Linked DNA regions of Mus musculus: all the other regions are linked to region 1. The links are chromatin contacts, called in public Hi-C, HiChIP or PLAC-seq and promoter capture Hi-C maps. All regions are on one chromosome and are shown on one strand. The core of a region is the stretch at or near the end of the contact, and the rest is flanking DNA. Distances in the headings are between cores, read along the strand shown.

Region 1 (3,422 bases), core at 485-2,984:
TTAGAAGGGTATCCAGGTCTGAGCTCAGCTCCTGCCCCTTTCCCTTCTGGAAAACTGAGGAGACTCACTGAAGGTGCCTCAGAGAAGAATCCCACAAACCGACAGCCTTACCTGTGGCCATTCAGAAGATTGCATTGGTGTGTATTTAAAACTATGAATAAAGTCAGAGACAGCGCATGCTCAGCAGGCAATTTAAAAATATTTATAACATTGTTGTCTCGAAAACAAATTTCCTCAAACAAAGCAAAACTCACATTTCTTACCCATGCCAAGTTTAACGTTCTGAGACAGAGCTGTTTTGGAGTTTTCCGTTGGGGGAAAAAGGTTTCTAAAAAAAATTTTTTTTTTGAGCTGAAAGAGAATAGTTCTCCCTTCCCTTTTGGGTACTCTTAAAGGGGTGGAATAAATTTCTCTTCAAGTTTCAACAAAACTCACAATTGGTTATAAAAAAAAAAGACATTGCACATTAAAGGTCCATGAAAAATAATTTCAGAACAAGTAACAAGAAGCTAAAATCTACAGGTCTGAAGGATGTAGCGGTCACCTGAGTCTTTAAGGCAGTCTTGTGTGTTGTAACACAAAAACATACACATACAATCAGAATCTAGTATGTTCAGTATGGCAAGAATAATGTATAGACCACTTTAGGCATATCGAGAGAAGTTATGCTTTTTTTTTTTCTAACTAAAATCTGAACTCTCCAAAACTAAAAAAATACATGAAATTATAGGGTAAATTCAGCAAGAATTGTCAGTATAATTGCACAGCAAGCATGGAAAGATAGCTGATCACATATTGGTCAGCTAAATTTTGAGATACATAAAATAAAAATTCGATTGAGTTAAGGTTTTAAAAGTACTAATTGCAGCAAAACTGCTCGTCTTTCTCCAGTTTGGGATTTTCTCTCTCCCTGCCTTGAATACCCTAAATACCCCATCTACCACCTATCACCAAACCCTGACCGAGCAGCGCACAGATCTCAAAGACCTTATTTAAATCTCTTACTTAATCTTAAGTCTCTGAATAGATTGCAACTCCTGCTCCACTTTCCAGTGGTGCTCAGCTGGCCTCACAAAAGCGCCACGGACATATCCTTAACTATCTCTGATGTTTTCAAGCTCAACAGAGGGTGCCAAAAAGAAAAGAAAAAAAAAATCAAAGATCGGAAAAAAAAGTTTATTAAAGTGAAAGCAGGAGCCCAGATTTGAAGAAGTTGCCTCTACTTTTATTTCCCTCACAACTCCGCACAGGTGTTTCCTACCTCACGCTGCTGTGCACGCTGCTGAGGAGGAGGGGTAAGTGAGGGTGGGGGAGTGGGCCAAGGTCTGACCAGCAGGCATCAGGAGCTGCAGCCTCCTGGGTTAATGGATGTGTTTAAAAATGGACCCCAAGCCCCCAAAAGCCTGGAATGAGGTTTCTTTTTGGCAAATGATTAAACCACTATACTGAAATAATTAAAGCTTTGTCCTTAAATAAAGCATCCGATCAACAGAACAAAAACAAAGATAAAAACTGCACACACATATGCATGCGTGCACACACTCTGACACACAGATACACAAAACTAGCGGGTGAAGGGAGAAGGAAATTAAATAAAAGAAAACAAACAGAGTCCTAACAGGCCATTCTCCAAAAAGAAATCTAAATAAAAAGTCATATGATATCTGATAGTGCAGGACACGTCGCCAAGAACCAGAGCGGATTGCCTCCAGGAAGAAAGGGCCAGTGTATTCCAGCTCAAAGAGCGTTTCTTTCTTCCTCCTCTATGTTCCCCTTTCTCCTCGACTGTTGAGTGTGTTACTCTCAGGTCAGACCTACGAAGAATCCCAGAATGACAGCTATCACCTCTCACTGTACTCTCCCAGCACAGCTAGCTGACGGGGCTGCCTGACTTGGGGGGGGGGGTACTGCTGCATTCAGCAACAGCCTCTTCCTCTTCCAGTCCTCCCTCTGTCCCTCTCAGAAAATCCTCTGGCCACCCCAAACAGCAGACAGGGAGAGAGATGAAGGGTGAGGAGAGGACACTCACACACACAAACCAAATATGCAGGTACAACAGCTGCAGTAACAAAAGGATTCAGGAGAGGGGAAAAAAAGAGAAGAAAAGAAAAAGAAACCAAGCAAAGTATGTGTGGGGGCTGGGGTGGGGAGCAAGGGCAGAAAAAAATCCCCAAGCCTCTTGCCTTTAAGCTAAAACTTTTTAAAGACTTAGTTTCTTTTATTTTTGGTGAGTGACTTTCATTTTAGGATCGTTTACAAATTCTACAAAAATATAGACTTTTGAGTGGAATTCAAGAATTTCCCGCAAGAAAACATGCAACTGTGACAAGTGACCGGCCCTAGAAATTTTGGATTTGCCCAGACTTCCCTTACTTCTAGTATCTTCCCATGAGGTCAAGTACTAGCTTGGCCACCCAGTGCCAGGCTTAATTTGAGGGTCATTACTGAAGGAGCACACACATAGACGGGTTCCCGAAAAGACCCCTTGTTATCAAGTTACTTCAAACACAAGGCATTCAGCCCTCCCAGCCAGGAGGGCTGACTAGTGAGGCGTTGCCCTCTGCCCCATAAGCACTGTGCCCTTTAGAAACACAGATAGACGTACAGTTCATACACATGGGAAAATATATGTACCTCTAGTTTTTCTTATAGTGTCCGGCCCCAGGGATAATGAATGAGTTTTATTTTTCCATAAATGGGAGGAAGAGGAGGAGAGAGTTTCTGACTCGTGGACAACTGTTGTAGTTGTTTCCCTCTGAGCCACACTTAGGTGCTCAGCCTAGTCTGCATTTTCAGGGTTTTGTGGTGGCGCTTGTAGCTATTTCCCCTCTGCTCAGTTTAGTGTCCATTATGTACCTCAAATGATTACCAAACGACACTCAAAATATAAACACATTAAGAGCAGAACTTTCAGAAAGAAAGCATTTCCCTGGGATTATAAGTTAAGGATATTAGTATAAAAATATAAAATGTACAGCATGTATTAAAAGATAAACTGTTTACTATACTTTGCTCATACAGTTCCCGTCCTGATTTCTCTTTTCTTTTGTTAGAGGATTAATTTGAAAGTGATAAGCATTCTAGAATGTTTACTACAAACACAAATTCATAGTGGAAATACATACGCATAGGCAAAACATCAAACAGAATACAAAGCTACATGGCAATCAGAATTGTTGAGAAAACCTCCGTCTAGACTACATTTTGCTTGAACTAATATATCATAGATGGGACAAGTAATGTCTCTGGGAGTTTGGTAATTTATATCATAGAAACAAAATATAAACACCTACTCCCTTACTACCTCTCCTTTATAACTGACAAGTGACACAGAGATGCCCTTTACACAGATGGATGCAAAAACTTGGGAGATCAAATGAGCTGATGTACCCCACTGGTATTTTGGGAGCTCCAATTCCATA
Region 2 (3,422 bases), core at 435-2,934, 250 kb after region 1:
AGTGTTAGAAGTAAATTAGTGGTCTCTCAAACTATTTAACATTCCCAGGGTTTACAAAGCGATTCTTAAACAAAAGTTCAGGAGTTAGTTAAAATATTTAAAAACTGATATCAAGTTACTACTTTGATGAGAATGACAAGCAAACTTTAATATATAGAATTCAAAGTATCAGAGGTGAGTGTTATAATTTACATATATAAAGAGGGTTAAATATGTTTTTTGAAGGCCTCAAATTAAAACTCTGGCATTTGGAAGAAAAGATATTAGGAGAAAAATGGACTATTCGTACTTATTGTATGTTTCAAGACTTTTGACACCATGGGGTATTTTACTGTCCATAAAAATAAAAAGGCTGAAGCTTACATAATAATTCAAACCTAAGTTTCCATTTCTTTATTTATTCACTTTGATAATATTACTACTTTGCTTTCTAATGCTCAATATAGCAAATAATTTGAATTTATAAAATGAACATATCATAAGAGATTATTATTTCAAATGTAAAGATACAGTAAGGCTTAGTTACAAATGGCAAATCTGCTTGTACTAAATAAGTGAATAAACATTTTCTGCAGATGTTCTATGTGTTCCCTCTATCTCACACTGCTGGCTCCAGGCTCTGTACTTCCTATTCATTGAGTTGACAGTTTAGAGCACTGTATACTGCAGATGTATGAGACCAAATCAGATTTAATGTATTGGCTGCTAAATCTTTCAGGTTTAAATAAAGTGATACTTTTTCGTTGAGGAACATTAAATATCAAAAGGTGGCCACTTTGTCTTAAATTCATTCAGTAGATGAAATTTATCTAAAAGTATCAGAGTTTCTTATTTTAATATATTAGTTTATGATTTAACCTTTGGTAATTAAGAAATATGTCAATGGAAACATCTTTAGTCACCTAGAGTCATATTGGTTAAATGAACATGTAATTTATAGATACAAAAGTGCTGCTTATTCTCTAAAAATATGTTACATGAAGAACCTCAGATAATCCCCCCTTCTGCAATGTCAATAAACCAAAAATGACTATCTGCCTTTGAAGATGAAACCTTCCTAATTTGAGGAAAGAATCATTTCTCAAAATGTTTACTAGTCTCTATAACAGTATACTTTCAAGTGTTTATAGCAGTGAAGGGTGAAGCATATTACTTTGAGCTCTTTCATGAGCTTTCTCTAAAGTAAGATAAACCAGAAAAGATACTACATACACTGGAAGGAACCATGCTGCAAAAGTTAAGAACATACCTTAGGTTTCCATCCTGGCTCTGCATTCCTCTTGCTGAATTCTTTCATGGCCTTGGGCAATACTCTTAAACTTGCTAAGCCCTGGTTTTCATTGGTTCAGCATAGTGGAAATAACAGAAAACGTACTCTGAGGAATTTGTAGTAAAGAAAAATTAGGCAAGGAATGCATATTGCTCAATGTATTGCCTTACATATGAAAAACTTGGAAAGACTATCAAATGTAATGATTAACAAATTTATACATCTAAACCGTGGTTTCTTTCTTGTGGTTACCTTTTAGGATCAGATTTTTAATAATCATTTATCTTTTATTTGGTTATGATGCTTGTTAAGGTTACTTTTTCTTTGATGCTAAAATGTTCTTTGACTACTATGTCTTCATCTCTGACTCATTCATCAGAGATGCAAGGGGTCATTCAGTTTGTCCTGAACTCAGCTTTCTGGCACTGTTGATGCTGCTTTCTCATTTTACTCAGCAGTTTAAGAACTAAAACTCAAAGATGAACCACTATGCAAATTTATTGGGACTAACACTTACCCAAACTGAGCAAACAAAGAATTATTAAAAAGTAAGCCCACCAGCTCCAGGTGCAGTGGCGCATGGCTAATCCCAGTGGTGGAGAAGAAGAAACTGGACTATCAGGAATATAAGGTTACCCTCAGCTACATAACAATTGGAGGTCAGCCTTGGCAATGGGAGACTGTCTAAAAAAGGAAAAAACCAATCTCAGCAGAGGAGAGCAGCTGATGACAGCAGCTGTGAAATGCTACACACAGTGGAAATCAGTGAACCCCAGAGGAATATACTAAGAAAACTGGAAGGCCATGAAACTTACATGATTTACAAGAGAAGACCAAGCTTAATAAACACTCCGAAGCACTGAAGACTGTGAGAGCCAGGAAAGTCAGTTCTGGGTAAAAGTCTGGACTGAAAGGTCTGAGGGCGTCTGATCATAGAGAAAGTAGAGCTGAGAGAACAACAAGAAGTTTTCCCGTATAAAGCTTCTTTAGTGCATAAGTTACACTGTGGGGACAATATCTGTGAATATACCACTGTGGATGAAGTGCCACACAAATCCCGAGGTTCCATGGCCACAACAGTGTGGGGGATACTCTCTTTGTTCTTCCTTTTACATGTCTATATTTTATTATTTTAGGAATATGAGTGTTTTGGTACACATTTGTATGTATAGCACATGCCCACTTAGTTCCTTGAGGAGATCAGAAGAGGGTCAGAACGGGTGTTACAGATGGCTGTGGATCACACTGTGAATGCTGGGAATCAAACCCTGGGGTCCTCCTCTGCCAGAGCAAAAAGTTCCCCTAATCACTGAGCCACCTTTCCTTAGTCAAGGATAAAGCTTTCAAAGAGTCAGTGCTAGAAACTCACAAAGAATGTAAATTAAAATGAGTACCCATGATGGCAGATAGTGCCAATGGATTATAGACACAAAAGTTTTTCTTAGATAGGATACTAAGAATTTAGCTTCTTAAACACATGTCATAAAGGTAACAAAAGCAAGATTGTTAGTTTATGGTTTAAAAATTTTTTAAAAAGATTTTTTTTGTCCTTTGCTTGGATATGGATCCGACTCTTCAAAGAGTACTAAATTCACTTAAATTTTAAACCAAAGATTGGCAAGGACATTGAGATGGTAATGTAACATCATGCTTGAAAGAATAAACTATCAAAAGAACAAAAGCAACTGAAGTGGAACAAGCAAACTTATCACGAGTCATGGAGGTTTCTGCAGTATTAAAACTACTACTAAACATGAGCAAGACTCTTATTCAAGGGAACAACAAAGTAGTCTTCTACATTCATTTTTGTGAAATTTTTCTGAATGTGGTAAATGTAGGCAATTATTTGGTAGTTCCTTTCAGTTTTCAAATGTAATTTTAAGTAGTTTGTGGAAAAAATTTATTCAAAACAAACATTTAAAGTGCTAAAACACAAAGGCTAGTTTTCTTAGATATGCACTGGCTTTCATATGTACATGCAATCACACATCCCCGTTCACACGTTCACATATCACAGGGCCTCTTGGAGGAAGACACAGGAAGAAATATTTGCAGGGATCCTTCATATTTGCATCTCTTGATATCTGCGTGTGTATGCTGATGAAATCCTATATTTTGTTGATGACCAGTATTTAATATACACTTTTTAAAA
Region 3 (3,422 bases), core at 317-2,816, 220 kb after region 1:
TAAGCAAAGAAATTCAGTAAGAAACTGAGTGAAGCTAGATTGAATCAGTCAGCTTGAAGAGGAGTTTGAACCAGAACAGCTGAGCAGAACCAGCCAGTGGGAAATCAGAAAGAAATAAAAAGGGATACGTGTATTCTGCAGTAAGTCTCAGAGACTGAAAACATTCTAGGGCTAGATTAGATTTATAGAGGCTAGAAGCTTCCAGAACTAGGCCTAGGTGAGCAGACTGAGGCAGTTAGCCTCCAAGACTACAATTGCAACAGAAGAATAACGGTTATTTTAACAGAAGGGCTTAAAATCATAGGTAGATTATGCTTTGAAAATGAAAGCTAGATGTGAATTTGAATCTAAGGACTAGCAATATTTATAAAAACCTCTCTGAATCTGGTTAACTAGCTGTGGAATGAACAGTTGCCCATTTGTAAGACTGTTAGGTTAAAGTCTATCCTGGCATAATGTCGCCCTTATGAAGTGGGGCACTATTAACTATTATGCATTTAAGAAGGACATTTGGATAAAACTTTTTATGGAACAAATGACATAGAACTCTCTTGGGAATAATAGATGTGAAGTAACATTTTGTGGTGGTTTAATGAAAGATTAACTTCTTGCTTATTAGATACAATCTAAATAAAGATAGAAACAAAAGTATTTCATAGTGTCAAGTTTTAAGTAGAAGATCTGAGTTATTTTAAACTCTTTTGGCTTTGTGATTGCTGGTACTTTCATTTAACAATGGGGCAAAATGACGTTCTGATATATTCTTAACATCAATAACAAGAAGGATGGTGAGGATGACAATGATGGTTATGGAAAAAAACCACAATCAGGAATGGGTAGGATCTCTGTCTTCTGACATTCTGACATTTCCACAGTGGCCAGGAGAGTAATAATTACCACAAGGTCACAGTTACAAAGGACTATGCTTTTCCCGGAACTCTCTGAGATTACCCACAGAGGCTCCAAACATTAGGTAATGCTGTGTATATCTCCTGAGATAATGAGGCTGAGTCAGGGTTAGGTCAGGGTTTCAGGTTAGAGGGGTGGGTGAAGGGTAGTTTTCAGGTCTAGTGATGAAAACAGTTTACCTTAGGCAGAGAACAAGCTCCAGAGCCCTTCATGTGAGGAAACAGAAGACACAGACACTGCACAGAGAGGGTGGCTGCAAACAGACTCTCTGGGACTCAATGGCTAACTGCCTCATAGCAACTCCCCCTCCCCCTCCAATCACATACACTGAGAAATGAACCAAAAAGCCCAGGGTGCAATATAAATCCTGCTATCCCAATAACACACACAGATGTTCCACCACTGTTTTCTTTTATGCACATTTTAATTAAGAGATCAGAATCAAGCATTAAAATGTTATTAAATAGCTTGTTTACATGTTCACTATGTGTCATTTATTATGCATTTTCAGAAGGACTACTGGAAGTTTTGAGTCATGGCTACAGGAGTCCTACGAACTCTGGCCCTTTTAGCTGGCTAAGTATGTTCAAGACAGCTTTTCTGGCCCAGGCACTAGAATGAGCCCTCTCACTTCTTTAACTCTCAGTCAGGCAGCTCCCATTCCCCATTGTACCCCTTGGCAGAGTGACAAGCTGCACTGCACTGCTCTAACACTGCAGGAGGTCCTAGGTCCTTAGCAACCTTTCTGATTTTTTCACAAGAGGCCCAATTCCAAATACTCTCCCATTGTCCTCACAAGAAAATGCTCTGTATACCCGCTTTGTGTTCTTTCCCTGTGCTACTTGAAAACCTCAGCAACACTAAGCTACCAAATGAAGAACCTTCCATCCTAGGAGTTACACATATGTCCCTGGACCAGACACAGTGGGAGACATGGAAACAAGTAGGGTTTTTCTCTTTAAGCAACAGTGGCTATTTCTAGTTTATAACTTGTCTCCATTTGCTCCTGTCCAATCCTTTGCGTATAAGCATATTCACAGTTCTTCGTTTCCCAGATCCCATGAATATCAAGACATTCTTACCAACCACCTGAATACACAGATCACAGGTGTCCTGCAGTCTGCACAATACAGTTTAAGTACCTTTACCATATGGCTTCATCCTGGAAGTCCAAATTCATCTTATGCCTTGTGAATCACTGTACATAGGGTTGTGGGTTCTCAGAGGGCAGGACTCTTATCACATAAACCTGTGGCTCAGTGCCTCCCACTCTGCATGTGGCTTGACTATAGGAGGTGAAAGTGCTTTTCTTTATTTTTCTAGTTTCTTATCCAGGGTGGACAACGCTTGTCCAGCCCTGGCAGTTGAAAGAAACCCACAGTAATCTTGTTGTCAGTTTATTTTACTTACATTGTCTTAATTGCAGCATCCATGACTGTAGGAATGATCTGGTTGCTCTGGGTATAAACCTGACACTTGAGGAAGTAGGTTTGCTATGACCACAGAAGAGACAGTGCTCAGAGAGGAGAAACTGCAGGGTTTTAATATCCCCTCGAGAAGGAATTCTTAAGAAATTACCACAGAAAGAATGAAATTGGCTCAGTGTTCTGGCAAGTTATCTTAGCAACATGTGTCAAAAACTTAGAGGATATGAATGTTGTTATCCCAGAAAGTGTACATCTATGGTCTAAAGGAAGTAATCAAAAATCTACATACAAATTTGGAAGCAAGTTTGTTTATCATGTTTCTTAGGATTGTGAAGAATGGAAAACTTTATCTGACAATAGAGTGTTGATTAAATAAATGATAATATAACCATTTACTGGCACGGTGTGCAAATACTAAAAATATTTGGATACTACTTAGTGCCAGAAAGAAAACAAATGAAAAAAAAACCAAAATCTAAAAGTATATAAAAAGAAAATTATTGTATCAATATATAATCCTCAGTTAAATATTGTCTTAGTTAGGGTTTTACTGATGTGAACAGACACCATGACCAAGACAACTCTTATAAGGACAACATATAATGGGGTCTGGCTTATAGGTTCAGAGGTTCAATCCATTATCATCAACTTAGCATGGCAGCATCCAGGCAGATATGGTGCAGGAGGAGCAGAGAGTTCTACATCTTTATCTGAAGGCTGCTAGAAGACTAGCTTCCACGTAGCTAGGATGAGGGTTTTTTTTTTTTTAATATTTTTTATTATTACGTATTTTCCTCAATTACATTTAGAATGTTATCCCAAAAGTCCCCCATACCCTCCCCCGCCCCCCACACTTCCCTATCCACCCATTCCCATTTTTTGGCCCTGGCATTCCCCTGTACTGGGGCATATAAAGTATGCGTGTCCAATGGGCCTCTCTTTCCAGTGATGGCCGACTAGGCCATCTTTTGATACATATGCAGCTAGAGTCAAGAGCTCCGGGGTACTGGTTAGTTCATAATGTTGCACCTACAGGGTTGCAGATCTCTTTAGCTCCTTGGATACTTTCTCTAGCTCCTCCATTGG
Region 4 (3,422 bases), core at 631-3,130, 200 kb after region 1:
CATGTAACTACCAGGTGCTTTCCTGTTATCAAAAAAGCCTTAAAATCTATACACATTTGAACGGAGCACTAAGTTAGGTTTAAGTACTTTGCTTTGCTCTATATAGTAATGGCTTAAAGCAGTTTAGAGTTCTACGTGGTCGGAGGATGAACTTTTTCTTTTACTTCAGATGAACAATTGCATATAATACATTGATATGTTCAATGATAAAGATAAGTGATACTGTATAAGTCTGCTGTGCAAGTTATCATCCTAAAATTGAGTTAAGCAAAAAGATCCCAAAGAAAACCGTTTGTCTCAGAAGCCTATCTAACGTTAGAGTGGTCTCTTCTCCAACCCCACTGTCCTTTGGCTAGCACATGTGCCTGAGGGTGCTATGGCACAAGCTGCTGAGATATTTCCAGTCAGTTGCTACATATGAGAAGACATGAGGCCAAGACACGAAGAAGAGAAACAGTGTTCCATATAATGATGAGAATTGCTTTTCTGAAACTTTTAAAAACATCAACATGTAAAAGCATCCTAATGAACCAGAAATATTGGCTAATTAATTAACTGTCATGATATCTGAGTTTTTCAAAATAACAAGGCAATACAGTGGGAAACTGACAGGCCACAGGTTAAGCAGTGAATGAGCCAGATGATGAATGCACAGGAGTTCATTACCGTAATCTGCCTACATTCATGGATTTGAAAATTTTGAAAAATCATCTTAAAATATATACTTCATTTGAACTTTCAATCATTTATCCATTATTTACAGACTGATTCACACATTGTTCATATGCAAGGGACTATAGAAATGGAAAAAGTAAAATATAATGCTTTTGTGGGCATTTTGATTATAGGAATAGAATTTATTTATTTAGAATGTCTATAAAGACTTTGTAACTAAATGAAAAATTCTTAAGTTAAATTTTTAAAAAAGGAACAAAAAAATTACAGAGGAATTCCAAGCACAGCATATTCGAAAACTATGTCCTCAGAAGAAAATGAGAGTTAGAAAATGTATCAAATAGGTATTAATGGTTAGATTTAAATTATAGATATAATTATTTTAATTTTTCTTCATTTTACTCCTATGTATTTTTCCAAATTATTTTTAATGAACAAGTATCATTTTTAAATGAAATAAATAATTGTTCATTACTAGACAAGATGTGCTCCCTCCTCTAGAAGGTTTCCATGTACTAAAACAGAGAAATGCAAGCACACAGCACTGCCCACTCCTTCCCTCCGCCCTGTATCTTCGTGCCTGAAAGCGGATACACCCAAAGGCCAAGCCCATCAACTTATACTTCATCTGATCACAGAAACAGAAAACACTGGGGAGGAATCTGCTTCTTTTGCAAGTCAGCCATAGTGTGGAATTGTGGCTTTTCTGTGCTGATATCATTTTGTGAGTAATGCTAAGAGAGAACAAGTTAAAGTTACCAAGTAGGCCTGTTCATTGTGCCTCTGGGCTCCCACTCAGAGCAGGTTTACCTTGGGTAGCAAAACAAGTAAAGCAGGGAGTCGGGGCTGGGGACGGGAGAAAGAATAACAGTCCTAAAGCCATGGCCTTCGGTGGCAAGCAGGACACGCTCAGGGACAGAGATAGAGTGGTGACAGAATTAGAAACAGTAACGGTGACAACTATGGATCATGTGCAGGGAGCATGGAAATTCCCCACAGAAAGCTCTGTCTCACCCTAAGAGATGATTTTCTTCATTTACTGCACATTCATATGAAGTGCAGTCAAGAGTGTAACTTTAAAGGTTTGGATGACTCTGCTGTTTATGACTAAACAGGACTAGAGTGCCAGGCAGAAGAGAGCCAGAAGCCAAGCGAGGTGTTCCTTCCCTCCCCCTCCCTCTGGAGCACATTTGTCATTACAGTTTACAGCCTGCCAGCCTCTAGCAAACTCAGCTCTTTCTGGCTGTCTCCTACCTTCCCATCCTGCCTTGCTCTCCTCCAGGCACCTACTACCAAGACTGTTCAAGGACACAATGCTACACTACCCTTCTAGAAACTTCACATAGTCTCACCAGAAGACAAGCAGCCAAACTCTAAACCTGTGTTTGCATTATCTTGGCACTATTAATTTCCAGTAACAGACATGTTTATCTGTAGCTCCACAGGCCGCTCCCTTTTCTTCTTGGGGATATATGCAAGTGTGGCTATGTCTGTTTTTAAGATTCAAAAGAGGCAAATACATTTCAGATTTACAAAAGATTATATAATATAAACCAGAAATTCAAAGAGACAAAAAGTATGTTTGAAAGACTTCCTGTGTGTTTTCCTAATGTCAAAATGACTGCATTCTCCACAGGGAGCATCAGGCGCTATCTTCACCTTATTCTGTTTCTGTCTCTATAGAAAAATTTATTTCCAGAAAGACCTCCAAACAAGTCCTTTAGTTTTTCCCCCCATGTCTACTAAAGTCATTCAAAATGTTTACCAATATTGTGATATTGATTCTTATTCTTTTATATCTTATCAGTATCAAAATACATTCTGTTCAAATTTAATCTTGTGGTGGTAAATTCACTACAGCCCCTAGATTTACTTCTTGTTTGTCTGGAGTTGCTAAACTTGATATGAATACACTTTATTTCTTTGGACTTCAAAATTCTGGCCTGCAATTGAGAGACAATGAAATCTTACTTACCAGCCAGCAAGTTGTGTGAAATATTCAATTGCTGATGATAAAAGAGTCTGAAATGGAAAAGGATACCATAAGTCTTGGTATGTGTTTCACCTAATATATGACAATATGCTAATCACAGAAAAGAATACACTTGTCCCTCCCCTGGGACCCTGGCTTGATCGTAGAAAGTAAAAGACGGTTCCTTTGGGAATGAAATCACAATTAGACCCTACTGACTGGTGACTTGGTGAGTGCCTGAATATTTAACTTGATGATCACTAACCAGATGCAGCCAGTAATAAATGATCTGCTAACCCTTTATACAATACACTCTGTGTAGAGAAAGTTCAGTTTCATAGTTAATTATTGTGATCTGCTTAAAAAATAATCAAACTTTTGGTCACTACAAGGATTTGTAGTTCTGTTTGAATTTTACTGTACTTTTCATTAAACATTTTATAAATATAAGCAAACTGGTCTCTCCTTGCTTTGGGCTGTTTGCTAACCATGTTCGGGATGTTCAGTCTTGTGACAGTGATGGCAAAGCAAGCAATGGACAGTGTACGCCAGCTTTCATGACACTTCATCAGAGTACTGGCTGGACTGTCCTTCTCTGTTTGTTTTGTTGTTGTTGTTGTTGTTTTTTGTTCGAGACAGGGTTTCTCTGGGTAGCCCTGGCTGTCCTGGAACTCACTCTGTAGACCAGGCTGGCCTGGAACTCAGAAATCTGCCTGCCTCTGCCTCCTAAGTACGGGTAGTAAAGGCATCCGCCACTACCGCCCGACTTATACTA
Region 5 (3,422 bases), core at 397-2,896, 170 kb after region 1:
GTAACGAACTAAACCTTTGAAACTTTAATCAGCCCCAAAGAAAAGTTTTTCTTTAAGAGTTGCCTTGGTCATGGTTTTTCTTCACAGCAAAAAAATCCAGACCAAGACACCTTTGTAAACATGATAGTTTTTTCTCTTACGTTCTGGTTTCTTTTGTACACGATTATGATATCCATCAAGAATGTTGTGTATATACTCTATTTTGGGTTTCTTTGCTTATTGGTATCCTATTTTGTGTATCAATTTACCACATTTTCATCTTTCCAGTTGTCTTATGTTTCTTTGTTGTAAGAAGACAGCATGGGGGGGGGGTGGGAAAAAAAAAAAAGAAGACAGCATGACCATAAGCAACTTGGGAGACTTCCACATACTAGTCCACTATGGAAGGAAGTCAGGACAGGAATATGGATGCAAGAACTGAAGCATGGCCCATGGAAGAGTGCTACTCATGGCTTGAGCAGCCATTTTTGTTAGAGCATCTAAGACCATCTGCCCGGGGATGGCACCTGAGTTACAATGGCATGTGTCCTACTTTCTAAATATAGTCAATTACTATGTCCAAATGAAATTAGGCTTACGAGTAAAGAAAACTACCTTAAAGAACTTATTTGCTTGGGAGATTGGTGGCATGTGACACAGGCTGGCCACACAGTACAAAAATGAGTCTCTCCATCCTCGTTGATCTTTCAGCCTCATTCTAAGCAAGTGTTTGTTAATAAACAATTAATAAACTAAATGAACTATTTGGTCGGAATCCCATTTCACAGAAACAAAAATACAAGGCACTAGGGAAAGTTTCCAGGCTTCAGAGTCAAGTTACAAGCATTTCCTGAATCTACCTGTTCTGAGATGAAAGATGTCTAGGCATATACCACCAATTCTAATTCTAATATCTCCAGTTAATATCCCCCCCTGGTCTCATATTGATCTTGCTGTTGATTCTTCTCATATTCTTGGTCATTTTATTAAGAGGCAGCAAAATGGAGATCAAAGACTGCAGCAATGAGTGAGCAAAAATATTTCTCAAATCAGTGAACCTGAAACTCCTTGTCCAATTTTGGCCATCTCTCCTGCCCTTTAGAACTCTGTTTCAGTTTAATCTCTTCTAGTTTTGGCCTGTAAACCACCTACTATTATACCAGGCCTATCACGCCAGCAAATCACTGTAACAGACGGATTGTTAATTATTTGCCTTTATTTCTCAACAATATTGCAGGTGATGGATGGTGACCAAATGCACTATGAGATGAGGTCTTTCATGCACTCTATGTTTTAGTTAGGCAAGAATTTCCCCAAACTCATAGCTAACTACTGTCCAGCTCATCGGTGTACGTACATGTTCTATGTAGAAGGTTCTTCCTTTGTTATGGTTTTACAAAGGCTAGCCATTTTAAGAAACTGACTACTTCCTGTTGATCCTTAACCCTTTAGCCGTGAGAAGTCCCGAGAGTCCGTTGCAGCCTGTGACTACTGGTAGTGATCTTTACTCTCTGATCCTTCTGGTGGACCTTAGTTCTTACTGCTTTATCCAATCTTAAGCCAGCTTGTAATCAACTTAATTTTTAAAGTCTTTGTACACATTAGGTAATATTTGTTCTCTGAACTCCCAAGGGAAATGTGGTAACTGCCCAACGAGGAAGCCCTACCCTTCATTATTCAGCAACAGCTTGAAGAGTACTTTAATTCCAACCTTCCGCCCTCTGACAGCCCAGCTGCATCAAAGGCTGTGTTCCCTGTTTGTTTGTTTTTTTCCAGAAACAGAATCACCATTTCAAACTGAATCATCCATTACTAAAGGATGGACTCTAGGTCCAAATTTTAAAAACATGTGAGCCGCAGCAACTCTGAATTGAATTATGACTTATGTCAGAGTCTGGACATCTGCGGCCCCCTCTCCTCTAGCCTCTGGATCCCTGCATGCTGTTCAGGGGAAGTTGCTGGCTTCTGAACTGAAGGTTTGAAAATGAAGGCATTCTCTTTTATGGAGAATAGTCCTTCAGCGATTTAAACAAGCAGCTTTGTGATCAAAATAATTCATAAAGGAAAAGATTTATGAAGAGACTTCACGAGCACACAATGCATTTTTTAAACTTTGGTTTTTAAATAAATCTGTCAGTACACAAGCCAAGGCAACACGTCTGAATGCAGTATCAGTGGGCACACCCGGAACTCCTCTTCGGTGCTTGCCTAAGACTGGTGGAAAAGGGAAACACTTCTCTTTGTCTTCTTGTAAAATACTAGTTTAAAACAAAATTTAAAACCCAGTTCCACACAAAAGCTTTAAGATACTGTGCACATTACTACCTTCTTATACAGAAAACTTGTCTCTAAAAAATGTTTTCCATCCACTGCCCTTTCTTATTTAAGAAAATAAAAAACAGAAAAGAAAGAAAGAACGAAAGAACCCGACTTGTGTGTATCCCTCTGGCACCGGAGCCTGTTCTAATCTCCTTTATCAGGCTTGAGTGATAGCTCTGCTCCATGAGTATTGACAGGGCCGTCCTGTTTCTCAGGCTTTCGTTTCTCTCAGTTGGAGAAGGATACAGTGCATTTTCACATTCTCAAAGTCTGCAGTTGTTTTTATATAAGAAGCAATTTGCTTGGGTCACGTCAGGTCGAATGGGATGCCTGCCCAGCTCTTGGTTTTAAAGGAAAAACATACAGAAAGACACAAAAACACAGCAGTTTCCTTCATTAAATTCCACTCTACCTGCCATGGGCTTCTAGCCACAATGGAATTTCCCACCCTGGCCTAGCCTAGCCTAACTTTTATTTTTAGGGATTTTTTTTCCCCTTTAAATCTTATGAGCTTTCTTTCAAGTGAACTCTGAGGCAAGGTTTATTAAATGATAGAGTAATTGCCTGGTTTTAGAAAAACAGACTCAAGAAAAAAAAATGCCAAGTGACCTTCCATAATATTGCTTTACAACCACCCTTTGGATAATAGCCCTTTCAAAAAAAAAATAGGTTCGAATCAGCACAACAACACAGCTATACAACTTAAAATCAAACCTTGCATCCTGAAGAGAACAGGGAGAAGAGTGACTTCAGTGGTTTCCTCTATCTAACTGCATAGGATAGAGACAATTTTAGAGAAAACAAGGACATATATAATATATAGGATGAGAGACGATGGAGGGAAGGGGGTCTTTCTACTTAACTGCAAGAGAATTTTGGAGGAAAAACATGGGAATACATAAAATAATAGGAGGAGAGAGGTGGGAAAACGAGAGGGAGAGGGGGAGAGAGGAGAGGGGGCGAGGAGGCAAGGGGAAGAGGGGGAGAGAGGGGGAGAGGGGGAGAGAGGGGGAAGGGGAGAGAGGGAGAGAGGGGGAGAGAGGGAGAGAGGGAGAGAGGGAGAGAGGGGGAAGAGAGGGGGAGGGGGAGAGAGGGGGAAGGGGAGATAGGGAGAGAGGGGGAGA
Region 6 (3,422 bases), core at 322-2,821, 150 kb after region 1:
CGTATCATCCTAATTGGCGTTATAAAGGCTGAGTTGATGTTTATCTATTTTTGTCATGGTATGTCTGTCTGACGCCGAATACACCAGAAACTACTATTATCACTAGCATCACTTATCACCCTTATGTGCCCAGTCAGAGAAGCTCTGCCATTGGTGTCCCACCAGATTGAGTAGAACCAGAAGAAATACTACAGGAGATCAGTTGGATGTAGGGCTTACCATGCTGCTTTGAAGAGCTTGTTTTCATGTGGGATTTTCAGTGTTACAATGTGAATACGGGGGATGCTGATGATCTATTATGTGAAAACCTTGATTGGGGAATCCATGTTATCAAAGGAACTGGGAGCCTGACAGTGTCTAGTAACCAGAGGCCAAAAGAAAAAAAAAAATGAGGGAATTTTTAGAAGCTACTCCAAAAGCAACAGGATAAAAGTGCTATTGGCCTTGACCACATGATGAGGCTGTTTTACCAAAGGGGAAAACTTAGTCCAGTTGATTGTCCCAGCCTAATTGATTAATTGTGGGTCTGACCATCTGGCTGATGAATGCTGACACCCAGCAGTGATTACTGTGTAACACAAGTCCGGATGTGCTCTCCATGATGCCTCCCACATTAATGGTAACACTGACCCCCAGGTTAGTTTATTTAGGCCTCTTGGCTCAGTCTCTTCATGGAACAGTGGTTGTGGCAGGGAATATTTTACTAGACCTGGTCAAGCATATCTTCTTCTCCTGTTTCAGTGGCCGCTCCTTTCCAATTCCACCCCGATCCTCTCCTGAGCCCTCTCGCACATAATCGGTTTTCATGCAAAGCCCTCCATCTGCACTTTTCATCATGTGGCCGAGGCTCTCATCTCTGGTCGCTCTATTGTGAAGAAGGTTGTTGGACTGGCCTGCAAGGGGAGCCCATGGAGTCCTTTTCACTGTGTTATCTGGACTGGTTTACTATCACTTACTCATATGGTTACAAAACAGAAATTATTTCATCCAAATCTTGAAACTGAGCTAAAGTTCTACAATATTTCAATTCTGTATGAAGATTAAGAGAAGATAATTCTTACATCTTAAAGTTATTTGTCATTCTTAGATGTGTGCCATGGATAGGAACCATCCTTGTCCTGAAACTAACTTGAGATTTCAGGGAAGCATTTCTGAGTTAGAGAAACTGTATCAGGCTGAAGAAAATAGCAGGGTACAGTAAGCGTGCCACCTACAAACCACTCTACATCCGGACACAGCATGTACGCACAATTCCCTGGGCAAATCAGATTTGAACACATGCAAACTTTAGATATTACAAAAAGTTTATTTTCTTCTTCATTCTATTTGGTGGAGAGGTAGGGGACAGTAAGCCCACAGCAAATGGCTTGAAAAGCTTGTGTGAGGAGTCACAACGGACAGTCATCCTTTCTCTGTTCTTTTCCCATCCTGATTTCTACCTTGAAATCATCCGTCTCCTGGTCTCCACAGACACTGAACTCCTCTGTGTTTGGGCTGTATTGGTGTTAATTTTCAGCAGAGAGTGGTAGCAGCATGCTGAAATACAGAGTTCTGTGTGGGGAGTTGGGAAATATTTTTGGCATGGCTGTCAGTAAACAACTCTGTATCTTGGGCAAGTCAAGTCCCTTAACTCCCCATGTCTCAGTTTCTTCATTGAAAAATGATAGGGTAGGACTGCATGAACTCTGCTGTTTCTGCCAACAGTAAGATTCTATGGTTCTATAGCTCATTTCCCTTTTTCTCCCCTCTGGCATCAAATGCTCAACAACTCTGCATAAAATAATTTTTCTTTTTCAGTTACTGAAGGAAAAATATCTCCTTCATTTACTGCTGGGCATTTTCTATTTGTACCCCCTCTTTCTTTTTGATGTTAGATATTTTGAGTCATAAACATGAACATATTCAGATAGATGCTTTAAATTTGAAGGCATTTAAGGAGAATAGCTTTCCCATGTAGAACATTTAGTATAGCTCTGCATGGAGGAAGCCAGCCATCCAAAGTGGAGCAAAGGGGCCAATTCACAAATGAGAGGAAGCCTTTCATAATAAGAGTCTCCAGGCTCTTCAATTTAGATAAAGCTCAAATGCTATCAACTCCCAACTACGTTTCCAGTCAGCCCCAGACACCATCACAGACACTTAGGACTACAAATCTGAGGACCAACGCTGGCAGGGATGCCGCTCTTATTTCACCTCCACCATCCATTGCCAAGTAGGATTTAGGATGGCATAGTAATAAGAGCCAAGAGGACAATCTGTCATTTATTTTCCTCCAAACTTTTTGAAATTTCCCATTTGGGCTCTGTTTCCCAGTTTTAATTTGGTAACTGCCATTTTTCAGCATTTCTTTTAACAGGTTACTAATAATTTCTGATACAGGATCTCATATTTCATTTTCTGCTGCTAGAACTTGCTGTTAATATTTCATCTGCCTTCAACTCAGCTCAGAATAAAGGCTGCTACATTTTAGATACTCTGTTAACACTTAGGTTCTGGGAATTTCATCTCCAGAGTTCACTTAGTTTATCCATATCTGGTTAAGTAACAGGTTGATGGTACAGGCAGTATCTCAGGGTGTGCTGCTAAACATGTTGCAGATTCTTGTGGTAGCTCTTCTCCAAATCTCTGACTGAGAGACTGAAAATACCCTATTTGTTTTCCAAGGTAACTTATGATTGGCTTTTGGAAGCGGAGTGGTTTTGACAAGCTGTGGCTCACAGAAAGTTCTAGGTTAAATTTTTTGTTTGTTTGTTTGAAATTTGCTAGATATATCACCTGTGAGGCCAATCTCTTTTTCTATTTCAAGAGAGAGTCAAAGTATACATCTGTATTGCTATATGGATCCAATAAATTTAACTGCTGAAGATTACTGAATTCTCAATAAATAATAGCTATCATTAATAATTTATAAATTCACATTATATAATATTGGATTTTGACACATTTTCCAAGGTCAACAAATTAATCCAGATTTTTATTTTTTAATAACAAATTCACTGAGAACTAGAGTAAAATCCTTTAAAGTGTAGATCAGTAAAGTCATATGGTCAGACAGTGTTTATAGCATCACCGTTTGCTGCCTTTCTAGCTAACTAAATTCTCAAAACATTTTGTTCATCTAATATCCAGGTCCAATCTTAGTCTGACCTGTGAGGACATATGGACTTCCTCCAACCCTAAGCATCACAGATCATTTTAATGTTACTTCGGAGTGTATGAAGCAGGTTCCATCGGAAGAGAAAAAACACATTGCAGTAAAGAACTATTAACACTAATAGGTGACTAGAATAAGGGGAGAATACCTTAGAAGAATTAAAGATAACTCTAAACATGAAAGAACAGCAAATGTAAGGAATAGCCACTCCTTGTAGAGCTCACATAGCATGTTCAAGGAAAAGTTGTTTGTATTCTTAGACAACAAT

Evidence for each region. A called contact is a pair of places that touch in the nucleus more often than the background predicts. HiChIP or PLAC-seq counts read pairs in DNA pulled down with a chosen protein or histone mark. Capture Hi-C pulls out chosen DNA fragments and counts their contacts.
Region 2: a promoter capture Hi-C map of adipose tissue shows a contact between it and region 1. The contact joins two enhancer-like sites. A contact is called at or near these places in 4 of 484 Hi-C or Micro-C datasets (myocytes, nephron progenitors, uterus and 1 more), 4 of 115 datasets of contacts at active chromatin or transcription factors (embryonic midbrain, fibro-adipogenic progenitors, heart atrium and 1 more) and 3 of 9 other capture datasets (adipose tissue, macrophages and pancreatic islet).
Region 3: an H3K4me3 HiChIP or PLAC-seq map of neural progenitor cells shows a contact between it and region 1, with 4 times the contacts expected there. The contact joins two enhancer-like sites. A contact is called at or near these places in 2 of 39 promoter capture datasets (hippocampal neurons and liver), 1 of 484 Hi-C or Micro-C datasets (ventral hippocampal neurons), 6 of 115 datasets of contacts at active chromatin or transcription factors (embryonic forebrain, embryonic hindbrain, embryonic midbrain and 3 more) and 2 of 9 other capture datasets (adipose tissue and pancreatic islet).
Region 4: a contact with region 1 is called in a promoter capture Hi-C map of adipose tissue. The contact joins two enhancer-like sites. A contact is called at or near these places in 6 of 484 Hi-C or Micro-C datasets (muscle stem cells, uterus and ventral hippocampal neurons), 3 of 115 datasets of contacts at active chromatin or transcription factors (embryonic forebrain, heart atrium and stem cell-derived neural progenitor cells) and 1 of 9 other capture datasets (adipose tissue).
Region 5: a contact with region 1 is called in a Hi-C map of forebrain, with 2.9 times the contacts expected there. The contact joins two enhancer-like sites. A contact is called at or near these places in 1 of 15 datasets of contacts at CTCF or cohesin (the NIH/3T3 cell line), 4 of 484 Hi-C or Micro-C datasets (Sertoli cells, cerebral cortex, forebrain and 1 more), 3 of 115 datasets of contacts at active chromatin or transcription factors (embryonic hindbrain, forebrain and heart atrium) and 3 of 9 other capture datasets (adipose tissue, liver and pancreatic islet).
Region 6: a promoter capture Hi-C map of adipose tissue shows a contact between it and region 1. The contact joins two enhancer-like sites. A contact is called at or near these places in 18 of 484 Hi-C or Micro-C datasets (the C2C12 cell line, the G1E-ER4 cell line, the HL-1 cell line and 9 more), 6 of 115 datasets of contacts at active chromatin or transcription factors (astrocytes, cardiomyocytes, embryonic forebrain and 3 more) and 3 of 9 other capture datasets (adipose tissue, liver and pancreatic islet).

The regions. Positions count from the first base shown.
Region 1 is chr16:43,504,848-43,508,269 of GRCm38.p6, reverse strand. The region is part of intron 5 of Zbtb20 (zinc finger and BTB domain containing 20); the gene reads right to left. Among named protein-coding and RNA genes, the nearest start is that of Gm15713, 86 kb to the right of the region's middle. Within about 2 kb of position 1,734, at least 90 of the 459 cell types and tissues checked have an H3K27ac peak or open chromatin away from gene starts, as enhancers often do. A contact at or near this core is called in adipose tissue, cerebral cortex, embryonic forebrain and 8 more, where this site is marked.
Region 2 is chr16:43,254,978-43,258,399 of GRCm38.p6, reverse strand. The region is part of intron 3 of Zbtb20 (zinc finger and BTB domain containing 20); the gene reads right to left. Among named protein-coding and RNA genes, the nearest start is that of Gm9968, 110 kb to the left of the region's middle. Within about 2 kb of position 1,684, at least 23 of the 459 cell types and tissues checked have an H3K27ac peak or open chromatin away from gene starts, as enhancers often do. A contact at or near this core is called in adipose tissue and nephron progenitors, where this site is marked.
Region 3 is chr16:43,284,760-43,288,181 of GRCm38.p6, reverse strand. All of the region lies in intron 3 of Zbtb20 (zinc finger and BTB domain containing 20), which reads right to left. Among named protein-coding and RNA genes, the nearest start is that of Gm9968, 77 kb to the left of the region's middle. Within about 2 kb of position 1,566, at least 54 of the 459 cell types and tissues checked have an H3K27ac peak or open chromatin away from gene starts, as enhancers often do. A contact at or near this core is called in adipose tissue, embryonic forebrain, liver and 2 more, where this site is marked.
Region 4 is chr16:43,301,844-43,305,265 of GRCm38.p6, reverse strand. Zbtb20 (zinc finger and BTB domain containing 20) reads right to left here. Exons shown (of 11, transcript NM_001285805.1): 4 at 2,651-2,697. Among named protein-coding and RNA genes, the nearest start is that of Gm9968, 60 kb to the left of the region's middle. Within about 2 kb of position 1,880, at least 77 of the 459 cell types and tissues checked have an H3K27ac peak or open chromatin away from gene starts, as enhancers often do. A contact at or near this core is called in adipose tissue, heart atrium, muscle stem cells and 1 more, where this site is marked.
Region 5 is chr16:43,333,750-43,337,171 of GRCm38.p6, reverse strand. The region is part of intron 4 of Zbtb20 (zinc finger and BTB domain containing 20); the gene reads right to left. Among named protein-coding and RNA genes, the nearest start is that of Gm9968, 28 kb to the left of the region's middle. Within about 2 kb of position 1,646, at least 106 of the 459 cell types and tissues checked have an H3K27ac peak or open chromatin away from gene starts, as enhancers often do. A contact at or near this core is called in adipose tissue, cerebral cortex, forebrain and 2 more, where this site is marked.
Region 6 is chr16:43,358,455-43,361,876 of GRCm38.p6, reverse strand. The region is part of intron 4 of Zbtb20 (zinc finger and BTB domain containing 20); the gene reads right to left. The region is part of intron 1 of Gm9968 (predicted gene 9968); the gene reads left to right. Among named protein-coding and RNA genes, the nearest start is that of Gm9968, 3.5 kb to the left of the region's middle. Within about 2 kb of position 1,571, at least 14 of the 459 cell types and tissues checked have an H3K27ac peak or open chromatin away from gene starts, as enhancers often do. A contact at or near this core is called in adipose tissue, liver and muscle stem cells, where this site is marked.